Linked DNA regions of Mus musculus: regions 1 and 2 are each linked to region 3. A link is a contact called in public promoter capture Hi-C data. All regions are on one chromosome and are shown on one strand. The core of a region is the stretch at or near the end of the contact, and the rest is flanking DNA. Distances in the headings are between cores, read along the strand shown. Region 1 holds the start of Stambpl1 (STAM binding protein like 1). Region 2 holds the start of Noc3l (NOC3 like DNA replication regulator). Region 3 holds the start of Hectd2 (HECT domain E3 ubiquitin protein ligase 2).

Region 1 (4,608 bases), core at 607-3,106, 2.4 Mb after region 3:
ACTTAAGGAAACAAAAGAAAATTCTTCGTAAAATTCATAAGAAACAGCTGATGCACGCACTGCGGTTGAGATGTACTCAGCAGTGGGTTTCCATGAGCTACTGGTGAATGGAACAGACGACTTACATCCAGTTAATTTTCCTGGATAATCCCAAAACCATCCCCCACCTCGGAATAAAACGGCTCTGACCCAGAGGTTCTCAACCTGTGGGTCGCGACCCGTTTGTAGGTCTAATGACATTTTGACCTTTCCACAGGGGTCACCTAAGACCATCAGAAAACACTGATATTTGCACTACAATTCACAACAGTAGCACAATTACAACTATGAAGTAGCAACAAAAAAAATTTTATGGTTGGGGGTAGGGTCACAATAACATGAGGAACCACATTAAAGTGTCTCAGCATTAGGAAGGTTGAGAACCACTGGTCTAGCACGATCAGTCTACTGCTCAGACATTAATGTGTTTAAAATGAACACATATTTACAGTGGACTTAAACAATGCCCAGCAGAGTCTAGTTACAGAGTACATTTATAAAAATCAAATTAGCGTCTGTCAGAAATACAAAAAAACTGCCCATGGAAACGGGTCTGGAAACAAGTACTACTTACAAATTGAAACCGGAAGTCAAACATTCAAGTGTTAATTTTTGTCTGCTCTCAGGAGTCGGTATTGACCTTGACAGAAGCTCAGATTAACCTTATTTCTGGAGACACTTTTGAAACTCAAGACTTCGTTTAATTTTCGTGGCTAGCAGGATGTCTGGAAAGCAGCGTGCTCACTAGGGCTTACTAGTGACCAAACACTCGTTTCGGGAAGACAGACAGGCCCCTCCCCCTCACACAACCTAGAGATTTTTTTTTCCCCAATCCTCTAAATTAGATTCTGTTTCTTGAATTACTCCTTCATTTTTTTTTTCTTTTTCTTTTACATTTCAATTAACCACAGCACTTCGGACTCTAGACTGTCAGCAGTTATTTCGACGAGTTCTGGAAAATTATGTTTTAATAGCATTGCATCTTTTTGCGCATTTCCCTTGAGGCTTCCAGCGAGCAATCAAGTTATTCCAGTAAGAGAATATGTCTCACGAGGCTAAAGGGCATCAATGCAACATCTAGAAAGTCCTTTCCTCCCCTTACCCTCTAGTATGAAGGTGCTTTTACCAGTTTCTCGCCCCTCCCTCCTTGACATCCCGCGCAGCCGACGTGGAGCCCCACGCAAAACCAGTGAGGTGGGCTCTTGGAATCCTGACATCATCTGCAAGGATGCATTCCAAGTATGAACCAGAAAAGCACGCGCAGCCGGGTCCAGGTCACCGCCCCAGGGCCAAGAGACCAGGAACCACAGCCTCCGCCTTCCTGGGCGAGAAGAAGCTAACCCTAGAGCGGGATAGGGGCGCGTGGGGGCGGGGACCGCAGGGCGACAGGAAGCCACTCGTCATCACCACTCACCTCGGGGCCAGCGGGCACACGTGTGGGGCCACTCACCAGCAGTCGTGCGCGTCCGGAGCTTGTGTGGGATGACGACTGCGACGACTGTCCCTGCGCGGGCCGCGTGGCTCGGGCATCCGTGTGGCCTCTGCAGCCCGGGCGGCAGCGGCTGCTCCGCAAGGCACCGGCGCTTGGTGACGGTGGCACCAGGCTGTGAGTCGCTCCCAGGCTGGTCTAGTCCGGGCCTCTGGGTTCTCTTTGCTCTTGGTCGGTCGAGCTCTGATGCCTTCCGTGGCTTGGACTCTCTCTTCTGTCTGGCGGGACAGCCCCAGCTCCCTTGCAAAACAACGCACAGGCCAATGGCCTCTGAATCTCTGCCGCAGCAACGTAGGGAATGAAATTGTCACAGCGATGGTCCGCCCCCTCCCCCTTCCCCGGCCCCTGGGTGCGGCCTCCGCCTCTGCCTCCGCCCCCTCTGTAGCCACAGCTTCCCACGTGCTGCAAAAAAACCTCTGGGGTGGCGGGTCCCTGCGGAGGGCCTATGGCCAGATGGAAATGGCTGCTTGTGATTTAACCCCCGGTCTACCTGCATACTCGTTGCCCTAGGTTGGACCACCTGGACAGCCCAGTGAATTATCAACTTGGCCTAGAAGCTGGGAAAATGGCTGGGCGACTCCAAAAACTGCAGAGCACGCAAGCTGTCATGAAGCTGAATTTGCCAATGTAATGGTTTAGCTATAGGATTACAGCTTATGTAGGAATCCCATTTTGAGATTTAACCGTGACTAAGCGCTGCCGCCGTGAAACACTCCCCCTCTCCCCACCTTCTTGAACTAGGAAAATACAAACGGTTAGCTCCTTACCATTACTATAGTGTCACCATTATAATGCAGTGTCTTTAATATGGCCATAGACCTGAGCCAGACACAGTGCACGCAACGATTCATATTCACTACAGTCCCGTATACAAAAGCTGCATCTTATATGTTTTCCATGAGTAAGACAGAGACAAGTAAAATTATTTATCTGCGAGTTTTAAATCAGCTGCGTAGTAGTGGAAGGCATGCTGTTAGCGTGGAGAGTGTGGAGGAAGGGGAGAAAGGATGAAGGGAGCTGGAAGAATCCATTCTGATTTGACATCCGTGCTAGCAAGTTTTATAGAAACTTGACACAAGATAGAGCCATCTGAGAAGAGAGAACCTGATTTGAGAAAATGCCTTCACAATATGGGGGGCCTTAGGCAAGCCTGTAGGGCGTCTTCTTAATTAGTAATTAGTGTGGGAGGGTACCAGCACATTGTGGGTGGTGCCACTCCTCGACAGGTGATCCTAGGTGCTGTAAGAAAGCCGAGCAAGCCAAGGGGAGCAAGTCAGTAAGCAGCACTCTAGGGGGCCAGGGGGGGTTTCTCTTTCTCCCCCAACTCCCCGCGATGGCTTCTACATCAGGCCCTGCTTCCAGATTCTAATCCTGCTTGAGTTTCTGCCTTGACATCCTTCAAGAATGGACTGCACTGTGGTAGTGAAATAAGCCCTTTCCTCCCTAAGTTGATTTTTGTCTTGCTGCTTTGTCACAGTGATTGAAACTCTTAAGTAAGAAGACCTCAAAAGCTGCTTCTTCGAGGGAGCAGTACCAACTCGCCAACATTTTAAGAACACTGTCACTGTTGATGAGCTGGGGGTTTCCAGCTTCGGTGGGAACCCAGCTCCAAGTGGAAGAAAACACTACAGTGGGGTGAGACACACTGGCTGTCTTGGTTGGTTTTTCCTTTGGAAACCAAACTTGCAACCCAGACTCTGCCACTTTCTGAGCTGTTTAATTCACCCTTGGTGCCACCCCTCCTTTTTTTTTAAGATTTATCTATTTATTTTATGTATATGAGTACACCATTACTCTCTTCAGACACACCAGAAGAGGGCATTAGATCTCATTATAGATGGTTGTGAGCCACTGTATCTTTGCTGAGAATTGAACTCAGGACCTCTGGAAGAGCAGTCAGTAGTGCTCTTAACCGCTGACCCTTGGTCCCTTCTAAAGTGACACCACCCTACTGTGGTATGAAAATAAGCTTCCATTGCCAAGGCAGTCTGCAGCCTTGATTTTTCAAGAGGCAGTGGTGTTGTTTTGTTTTAATTATTATTATTTTTTTTTAGTTCCAAATTGCAAAACCAGGAAATTCCACAAATATTCAAGTCTTTAAATTATATTCATCTGCCGTCAGAGCGATCAAACCCAAAGTTCAAGTGTGTGAAGGGTGAGTTTTTAACCTTGAGCAACAGCCCCAGCACTTCGAAATTCAGATTTTTAAATGTTTATCAGAAAAAGTTTTAGGACGGTCCACCTACTATAGCCGAGTATGAGGTGAATCCTTCATATTCTTCTATTTCCCTCAGTCCCAGGTCCATCATTCCTGTGTGCATATGAAGATTTGGTGGACATTTGGGCCTGATGTTCTAGATGCGATAGTCTCCTTGTGTACCAGACAATCTACATTCTGCTGATACTTGTAAAAAATAATAGCATTCTTAATTCCATATGTGTGTTTATAAGAGCGACTAACTGCAGATTTTACTATCTATCTAGCATCCAGAGTCTCTCTTCCAAGGAGAGTAGGGTGGCACATTCTTGTAGTTCCAACTAACTGGAGGCTGAGCTGACTAGACTTGAGAGTTCTTCATCAGTGCAGCCAGCACAGAAAAACCTGTCTCAAAACAAAAATAGTGTTTGGGGCAAGATGGCTCAGAAAGTAAAGATGCTTGCAGCTCTGCCTCACAACGTGAGTTTTATCCCTCCCGCATGCTAGAGGGAAAGAACTGACTTCTAGACGCTGTCCTCTCATGTCTACATGCTTGAGCAGAAGCACACACTCGTGAATAAATAATTGTTGAATTAAATTTTTTTCACAAATATCAAAGTGACTCAGTATGTACTGTCCATACTACATGTGATAAATTAAGCCACTCAGAGTCTCCTATCTGGCTTTGAGACTAGATTTTATTATTAAGGAAGTGCAGAAATAGTTCTACTCCCTGTTGAGGGGCTTTTGTGTCTAGGGACTGTAACTTCAGAGGCAACAATGATACTCTCCTACATAGGCAGTGCCAGTGATGTCTAAATAGGCTGTTATGGTAATAAAACCGATTCTAATGCCAACTGGCCAGCTTCCACATCTGTTTGAT
Region 2 (4,919 bases), core at 136-2,635, 2.3 Mb before region 3:
CAATTAGTGTGATGAAGTAATCTAACAGTGAGACAGGCTCTGCTGTTTCCAAGACAGGGTGTGGAAGGAGAGAGAACAGGGAGAAAGTTAGAAGGGAGGTGGAAAGACGATGCCAGATAGAAGGCATTTTTCTCTGAGGTGAAAAGCAGAAAGGACTAGTCTTTGTAAGATTACCACTGTTCATGATCTCAGTGGCCCCTGGGTTTCTTCTGGCTTATCTCACCAGCTCAGAACTGTGAGGCCAACAATGTCAGGGCTGTGCTCAAGAACGATATACTTAACCCTGGGCATGGTGACTCTATAATTAGTACTTGGGAAACTGAGACAGGAGCATATTGAGTTGAGGGTCAGTCAAATAACAACGGCGTCTCTTTTTCTTTTTCTTTCTTCCTTTCTTTCTTTCTTTCTTTCTTTTTTTTTTTAAAAAACCTTTAATAGCCTCAAGTTCATCTTTGTGATTAACTTTTTATTTTTATTGTTTTTTATAATTTATTATTTTGTTTGTATATATGTGTGGGTGAGTGCCTGCCTGAGGAGGTCAGAAGAGGTCCTCAGAGATGGATGTGCTGGGAATAGAATCCGGGACTTTCTGGAGGAGCAGCAAGCACTCTTAAACACTGAACCACTTCTCCTGCCCAGTGTTTTATTCTGTTTTTTAATTTAGGAAAAGGTCTTTGGGAGACAAGTACTTAAAATACACATTCTTGCGATGCTTAAATCTTCCTGGAAGAGTTAACGATTCAGTCAGATAGTATCTTTACCAAAAAGGTAACAGAATCCTAATTCTGCAAGTCTCACCAATATAGTACTTTATCATATAATGGTTAAACCCAAAGAAAAAACGATTCCACAGTAAAACCATAGACTTTTTCTCTAGACAGGGACTACACTGGGTAGACTAGGCTCTGTAGACCGGGCCTCGAACTCACAGTGATCCACCTGCCTCTACCTCCCAGTGCTGGGATTAAAGACGTGCTCCACCACGCCTAAACTTAAGTGTGGACTTTCGGTTGGTGGAAGGTGGTGAGAGATCTTTCATCATTCGGTTCAAAGCCCCAGTGCCTGTGGAGGGATGGCTTCCAATAAAGAAGCTGCGGTTGCCCTCTAGAAGATCCAGAAGACGAAGTACCCGCAACAGGCGGAGCCACAAGACGCCGGCGATCAAAACCGCCAAGCCCTCGTCTTTTGTCTTCTCCAGGACTGAAAAGGAATCCGGGCGGGAACCTGCTTGAGTCCTTCAGCTGGGACGCCCACTCGCCCACTCTTCAGCCTCAGCGATTCTCACAAGGGTCAGTCCGTGAGAGACTGAGCCCGGGACCAGAGCCACCAGGGGGCGCACGCACCGCCGCCCGAAGAGGAAGTCCCGCCTCCCGTTTCCGGCGGCAGAAAGGGGGAGAGGCTGAAAGCGTCTTCCGGTTTGGGAAAGGTTGCGCTCAGTGCACGTGTGTCTTTTCCACCCGGCTCCTGCGTGTTCCTCTGTCCGAGTGATCTTGTCTGTGGTACTCCTCGCAGGCCTAAGGATGAAGGCGGTAAGTGCTGTCCGAACCCCGGCCCCCGGGAGTTGTGGCTGCTTGGGTTGACAGGGTCTCCCTCTGCCTGGCTTATCTTTCCCTTAGGTTTTGAGTCTGGTATAGGGGGCGGTGGCCTAACTTGGTGCTCCCTAGCCGATCTATGCTCCATCCACTTTGGGTCATTACTGGGGCTTTTGCTTCCTCGCCCACTACGCCCAAGCACGACCTCAGGCTGCAGATGCGAGGCCAGCACCGGGCCCTGCCACCGAATGGTGTCAGACTGAAGGGTTTTCCAAACTGTCTCTCGAATCTTATACACACGAGAAGCAAGTCTAAAGTTCCTTGAACCTGTTTTGTGAGACACTGAACCCGAAGAGAGCCTGTTTCCTCCTTAAAGTGTAAGGTGATAGGAAGGCTGGTGATTTTTCCCAGATGGAGAGGGAATTTAGAAGTAGCCTTGGGATTTGGATTACAAAGCACTTACCAGCGAGAGCGCTGGAATAACTTCTGTAACCTTCGCTTCTTTATGAATGACGTGAGGATTATTATTATTTAGGGTGTTGGGAAGTGTGAGTGCTTTGTAAATAATAAACCGACAAATGAATGTCAGTTGCTAAAGGCATCCATTATTTTGCTCTGAATGTGTTGCCGTACCAGTGTTAGACTAGCCTTGAATGACCGTTTGCCACAGAGAAGAGATTCATAATGTTTTGCTTTCAGATTGCACACGTGAGAGACTAGATTCAGATCACAGGGAAATCCCGTGTGGAGCAACTGATGCTCTAGTGCCATTCTGTAGGATTGCTTACTGCCGTGCATTGGTTTTTAGTTCTTACACAGGACCCGTGGTTGTGAGACAGTTTTGAAATTTGCTTTATTTAATCTATAAAGAGTTTTCCTTCACCTGATTTTAAAAATAATCAGAATTTCTTAGTTGTAGTGTCTCTTCTGTTGTTGTTTTCTAGAGAAGAAATAAAAAGCAGGTCCCAAGCTTTCGCAAGTTGATAAAAACTAGTAAAGTGAAACTTGAAAACAAATTGAAAAATAAGCAATTTAAACAACAAAGTACCATCAAGAAGTACCGAAAAGAGCAGAGGAAACTAAGGCAAGCTGTAAAAGATGCTGTGTCTAAAAAACCCATTCCGCTGGAGGACCCAAAGAGCAAACGGCCAGGTAACGAAAGTGTTCACTTACGCTGGAATGTTCTCCATGGAAGTGACTTGTTTTCTAGTGTCCACTTGTCCTGTGTTCAGATCCTTGTAGGTCTAGGTAAGGTCTTTTATGCTTTACCACAGTAAGTATGAGAAAACAATGCAAGACCATATGCCCTGTGAGAAAACTAGCTTCTCCTTTTCGTTGGCATAGACAGCAGATCTGAAAATGTACTTGGGGGATGCTCAGAGCAGCTGTGTAAATTTCGGGACACGCATCAGGGCTGCCGGCTTCCCATCCACTGAGAGTTAGCCGTGGTTAGCCTGCTTGGTTTTGCTCCATTCTTCACCATGCTGCCAGTAGGTATTTCCTTTTCTAAACTTGTGGTTTTCTTTCTCCTTGTACACTTGGGGTGAAGTTCAGCTGTAATAGTCTCGGTTGTTTTGTAGAACCATCTAAGGACCCCAGCTCCTCAAAACAGAAAAATATGATCATTTTAAAGTCAGGACAGTTCTCTAGCTGATGTAACTGTTCATTGTTCTATAGCCATCTCTCCTTCTCTTAACCTCCATGCAGTCTGACCCAAATGCAGCATTATCGTGATGGGTAGTGATCATTTGATTGGGAATCAGGAATAAAAAAATCTTCTCTTGGTTTTTGTTGCTAGCTATGTAGTCTTGGTTGGTCACTCAATCTCCAATCAAGGAACAATGAGTTAGCTGGTTAGATACTTTCAGAGATCTCTTCTAAGTTTTACAATCTGAAAGGTGTAATATGCTAATAGCTCCTTAATAAAAGAAAAGCAAAAGATTTCTTTATTTTTGCAACTTAGAATCTAAGTGAAGTTGCCAGAGAGGGAGGAATATAAGAAAAAGGCAGGTGCAAACGCTGTTGAATTTGATATGAAAATATTGAAGGACTTTTTTCTACTAAAGTGGGAGGCCAGGTCCTTGGATGACGGAGAAACGAGGCAGGTGAGGGAGTTAGAAGTGTGACGACAGAGAAAAAGGGGATTCAGTGGAAGAGGAAAAGCTGATCAACAAACACACCAAGTTTCTGGTTTGAGGAGTGGATTATTAGTTTAGATTAGGGGTTTTCTTCTATGCAGTGTTTATCAGTCTTAGTGCTACGAGGAAGGTGAGCTTTGTTAGGGAAGACAGTAAGAGTGTTTTGTTCACAGTTGACTCTTCTGCACTCAAAAGGGGTTGGGACACTTAGTTGTTACTGTTTTTTAATATATAATTATGTGTATTTATGTAAAAATAAAGAGTCGAGTTAAGAGGAACAGGAACAATGAGCGGATAGAGTTCGAATGACTCGAGTGAGGCTGGGGTTTTGATAGACATGAGTAACTTAAATGTAGAAGGAAAAGTTGCTGAGTGTGTTAGCAGGAGGGTGGGTGAGGTGTTACCATGCAGTCTGAGTGTGTTAGCAGGAGGGTGGGTGAGGTGTCACCATGCAGTCTGAGTGTGTTAGCAGGAGGCTGGGTGAGGTGTTACCATGCAGTCTGAGTGTGTTAGCAGGAGGGTGGGTGAGGTGTTACCATGCAGTGTAAGTGTGTTAGCAGGAGGCTGGGTGAGGTGTCACCCATGCAGTGTAAGTGTGTTAGCAGGAGGCTGGGTGAGGTGTTACCATGCAGTGTAAGTGTGCTAGCAGGAGGCTGGGCGAGGTGTTACCATACAGTGTAAGTGTGTTAGCAGGAGGCTGGGTGAGGTGTTACTGTGCAGTCTCAGTGTGTTAGCAGGAGGCTGGGTGAGGTGTTACCATGCAGTGTAAGTGTGTTAGCAGGAGGCTGGGTGAGGTGTTACCGTGCAGTCTAAGCAAGGGAGTAAAAGGAGAGCACTGGTGTATAGGACAGCAAGTGGTTGAAGGAATAAAGCTCTCTATCCGTAGTCAGTAAGACAGTGCCCTGGAATTAACTGAATGACACTGTGAGGACAGACGCTTGCAGTCAGAGTGAGCATCCAGGCTTGGACCTGGCCTTTGGAGATGACAGATGAAATGGAGCAAAAGTCACTGGAGGTGAGAAGGTGCCAGTGGACTCAGCCATTGGCTCTCAGATGCCCAGAGACAGTTCAGAATGCATGGAAACATTTACTTTTAGATTTCAGGAATCAGAGATACGAAGATGCTAGGTGCTTGTCACCCAGCCTTCATTGGGAGTACTGCGGGGAGAGCAGGTAATAGATAGAGTAGGAAAATGCACAGTTCTAATACTTGTGTTTTTCTTTTTGGTGGAGCAGTTAAAAGGATGGA
Region 3 (4,504 bases), core at 275-2,774:
ATACACATATACCCATACTCACACGTATACACACACTAGACACATACCCAGACTTGAAACAAACAAACTACATTGGCATTAAGAAGTCCTACATAAAAAGCTGTGAAAACCCTGTGCACCAACAGACTACAATATGAATGACAAATTGCTTCAAAGCATCTCCCAAGGTAATTCCTAACTACAGCTGCAATTTACCAATCAGTTGTAGTTATCCTTTTAAAATGTGTGTCATTGCTGTCCAAATCTGCTGTGCTGACTTATGATAAAAGAGTTGTCTTTAACAATTTCCAGTTATTACAGGCTTCAGACATTTTTGAAAAACCTACCAAATCATAACATTATTCTGATACTAATACTTTATAAAGAAGAGTGAGCTATTTTAGTAAGTTCCTAGTCATTTAGGAGGGCGGCTTCTAGAAACTAATTGCAAGTAGAAATTTTTTTAAATGTATAATATTCCCCAAACTTTTACTATTTTGTCACGTACAGATGCGTTGACAAGTCATAATCTTTAAATACTTGAAAGCAAACTTGCCCAAAGTATTTAAATACTATGTCAAATAAAAATGTCAAAACCAGAAGTTAATCATAAAGCAACCAGACTCCCAACCACTAAGTACAAACAGGGGGAAGGGAGAGAGGGGATGATGTCCCATGACATCATTTGGCAGTATGGAGTTTGAAGGCTGAGAGCGCCTTCCAAATTAACCCTTGCAAAATCCAGCTGGGAAATTACCACGCTTATTAAGCTTGGATAGCCGAGTTTTAAAAGAAGAAAAAGCCTCGCTCCTTCAAATCACACGTCAGTACCGTATGAAAAAAATAAAAGCATCCAGGGAGGCAACTGCCTCCCACTACCCGGATAGCAACGGAAAGGTCAGAATTAGGAGGAAACTCCTCTCTGAGACTGTTCAACCCGAGGGGAGAAAGGACCGCAAAAGCGAAGGGAAGCGCTGCCTTGGCGCCCACAGGCAGGTTCTCCCACTCAGGGAAAACCTCCCTGACGCCCAACTGGCACCCATGCTCATCCAACAGAGGATGCCGACCCTCAGCAGAAAGTCGGGAGCCAGACCCCCCGAAAACAAGCAAACACCCAGCATCAGGCAGCGGACCCCACTCCCCGAGCGTGGAAGGCGCGGTTCCCAAGTGATGGCCGTTGCCCTCGAGGCGCAACTTCCCTGTTGTCCCCTCTCCAGGCCGCCTTCAACCCACCGCCCAGGGCGCCCCCCGGCCCCCGCCGCACCTACCGCGGCTGCGCCGGCCGTCACGATGGGCGGCAGCTTCTCGCGCTCCGGTTCTTTCCCCTTCCTCTCCTCCGGGGCGGCCGCGGCTACCGCCGGCGGCGCTCCGGGCGAGAGATCCCGAGCCGCCTCACTCATGTCTGGCCGGGCGGCTGAGGCGCGAGGCGGTGGCGGCGGCGGCAGCGGCGGCCGGACTGCAGCCGGGGCGGGCGCTGCTGCTGCTGCCGCGGCCGCGAGAGGGCTCCTTCCAACCGCCGCCGCCGCGCCGCCCCCGCCCCCGCGCGCGCCCGCGGCCCGTCGCGCGCCCGCGCGTGTGCGCGCGCCCCCGGGCTGGCCGCCAGGCTCCGCCGCCCACCCCCTGCGTGCGCCCGGCTCGCGCCCTCGGCCGCGCTCCGCTCCCGCGGGTCCGCCGGCCGGGGCTCAGACCGCGGCCCCGCGTCACGCGCGGGGACCGCTGAGGAGACGGCGCGGGGCGGGAGCTGGGGGGCGCCTGGTCGCCATGTTGGTCGCGGGCTGTGGTGGGAGGGCGACAGGCCTTGTAAAGGCTGTGACACGGATTCTAACCCTGGCTTTCCCTTCACCTGGAGTGGCAGGTGAGCCGGGGACCTTTGACCCAGCTGGTGGCCTTTGACCTTTAAACTCGCGCTCAGGAAGCGGACTCGGGGTCATGTCTGCCCCCTGATCTTTCCTCCAGTGCCTCCAGCGCCGGGGAGACTGGGAGACCGCTCACCTGAGCATCCTTATGACTAACTCTTTCCCCGTGTCCTCTCCTGGCCTCATCCTACGGGAGAAGCGCTTAGGGTCGGGAGAGGACAATGCGACACCGTGCTCCCCTCCCACACACACTCCAGGGCAGGACGGCCAGGCCACACTTTCCATTTCTGAGCCGCGGTCCCTCATGACTGCCAAGTCCGCCTCTCCCTTCCGTGCCCACGCGCCTACATTTTGCTCTCCCCGCCCCCCGCCGTCCTTCGTTCCCTCTAATCCCTTGTCCCCTTCCGTTTATAAGTTACAGATGGACAGATCCAAACTGCTGAGTAATCCATAATAAACCTCGTAATAAATTCTGGGTAAGAACGTTTAAAAAATTACTTTAAATCGTCATGTTAAAATATCCCCACCTCCACCACCCGACGACGACTTAGACAATTTCCTTTCTCCTCGCCCCCTCCTTTTCCTTTTATCAGTCTGCTGGAATGGCAGAGACACCTGCTGATGGAGGAGAAGGGAGAGAGGAAGTATTCACTGTACCACTTACTAAAAATAGAGAATTTCTCGACATTGAGGTCTTGGGATTTTTAGTTGAGACTTCGTTATTTTATTCATGGTGAAGTGAATTTTCTAATCCAAGAATACTCAGCTCCAAATACAAGAAGCAAGAATATCTCTGAAACAAATTCAGAGGGGATTTGGTGACTGTCATTTTATATAATTCAGAGTCCGCAGAACTAAATAAATAGTTACAGTTCTTCCTGGCATGAGGTTGTTTTTCAAGCCCAGAATTTGTAGCAAGCAATAAAGTGAATCGGATAGTGCCTACTGTATTACTTTGGAAATTATAAAGTTTGCTTCTATTTCTAGGAAGTATTTGTAGTTTTAATATAATTGCTGTCACCATCGTTTCTCTATTAATAACAAAAGGTGTACAATAAGTAGAATAAAGTAGCCAGGTATTTCATAATCTTTAGAGCCAAATGACACAGGCACTACTTTGCAACACCCTTTTCTGTCTCCTTTTTCTTGAATTTTTGTTTTTAGACCTCTCTTCTTAAATCTCCGGACTATCTCATAGACATCTGTTTTCTTTTAGCAGGCCAGCATGCTGAAAACTGGTAACAAACATTGTAAAACCAACCTTTCATTTTAAATACGATTCAAGATGTACCATGCTACTGTGTCTAGACTGGTAGAATAAATTCTGAAATGATGGTGGGTTATCTCTCCTATTGTCTACAACCAAATTTAGTAATTTGCTATTAAAATACTTGGATCAGAAACGAGTTGGATCGCATGCCTTATGCTTTCACTTTTCATGTGTGAGACAAAATAAAAGTGTGTCTGTACATCTAGTCACATTCAATAGAACAAAAATATTTAGATATTGGCAAAAAAACTGGCAAGTCAGAAGTGTTCATTTCTACTGCTCCAGACGAGATAAGGCAATGGAAACAAGCCCATTGGTTTATTCTGCTGGGAGCTCTATATAGGAAAGATAAGCATCATGATGAATTTGTTTCCACTTCCTACTAAATACATGATTCATAATGTACCACTTAAAGTCTCTTTCATACAAGCCCCGGGTAAGGACTGGGAGGTAGATGGGGGTGCTCTTGGTAAGCTAGAATGATAACTCTGGCAGAACTTGTAAGGCAACTGTCACGAAAAACTTTTTGTGTGTACCTACTGGATCTGGGGGTTGAGGGGAGTCAGACAGAGCTCTGGCTGCTATGCATAAAGATGTGCTGAAGACGCTTTTCAGTGACACCAAATGTAATGGTCAAGTGTGGGGACCTTTCTAAGTCCAGATGCAACTGGACTTGATCAATCAGGTTTTTCATCTGATTTAGGAAGGCAAAAGACCTAAAGGGGAACGGGGTGGCATGGGGCAATGAAATGGGATTTAGAGAGATTATATCCAAAGAGGAATGAATGGCAAAGATAAGAGTTGGAAGGCAATGGAAAGTCTAGCTGACAGAGCACCCCTTTAATTACACACAGTAATAATAGTGTACTGAACAACAGCAAAATTGGTTCTGAAAGAGCATTTAAGAATGGTTCCTAACCAATCATTATGATCATGTGGTCTATTTTAAATGTGTGCTTCAGACTTACTTTTAAGGTTCTATCACATTAATTTATCGCTTGATGTGCCATGTTGCACATGTGGAGGTCAGAAGGCAGCATGAGGCAGTTCTCTCATTCTGTTGTCTGAGTCCCTGAGGATGGAGCTCAGATGTGAAGCTGGGCAGCCAGCTCCTTAATCTAGTGAGCTATCTCATCAGCCTTGCGACACACTTTTTAAGGAAAGCGTCTTTTTCATATTCCAATTGAGTATTGGTCCTGAAGTAGTGAAGTCAATAAATATACTTCTTTTAACCGTGTTTGGCATACTTCCTTGGGTACAATGATTGTAACTTTTTGGAGAAAAATGCATCCAATCTGTTGCATTACAGAAGAAAGTGGAACACACTGGCCGTCAAAATGAAGCAAACACGCAGTTGTAGACAATAGGTTCTATTCAACTAGAGATGTTCTCTAAGACC

The links. Promoter capture Hi-C pulls out the DNA fragments that hold promoters and counts their contacts.
Region 1: a contact with region 3 is called in a promoter capture Hi-C map of pre-B cells, with 2.9 times the contacts expected there. A contact is called at or near these places in 2 of 39 promoter capture datasets (hippocampal neurons and pre-B cells) and 1 of 130 datasets of targeted methods (astrocytes).
Region 2: a promoter capture Hi-C map of pre-B cells shows a contact between it and region 3, with 4 times the contacts expected there. A contact is called at or near these places in 3 of 39 promoter capture datasets (cranial neural crest, hippocampal neurons and pre-B cells), 1 of 484 Hi-C or Micro-C datasets (muscle stem cells), 1 of 130 datasets of targeted methods (astrocytes) and 1 of 9 other capture datasets (adipose tissue).

The regions. Positions count from the first base shown.
Region 1 is chr19:34,189,477-34,194,084 of GRCm38.p6, reverse strand. Stambpl1 (STAM binding protein like 1) reads right to left here and starts at 1,856. Exons shown (of 11, transcript NM_029682.5): 1 at 1,454-1,856.
Region 2 is chr19:38,815,703-38,820,621 of GRCm38.p6, reverse strand. Noc3l (NOC3 like DNA replication regulator) reads left to right here and starts at 1,385. Exons shown (of 21, transcript NM_021315.2): 1 at 1,385-1,529; 2 at 2,477-2,684; 3 at 4,907-4,919. The coding sequence starts at 1,521.
Region 3 is chr19:36,551,659-36,556,162 of GRCm38.p6, reverse strand. Hectd2 (HECT domain E3 ubiquitin protein ligase 2) reads right to left here and starts at 1,524. Exons shown (of 21, transcript NM_172637.3): 1 at 1,248-1,524. The coding sequence starts at 1,379. It overlaps Gm41838 (a long non-coding RNA gene), which reads left to right and starts at 2,124. Exons shown (of 2, transcript XR_877830.3): 1 at 2,124-2,311; 2 at 2,429-3,238.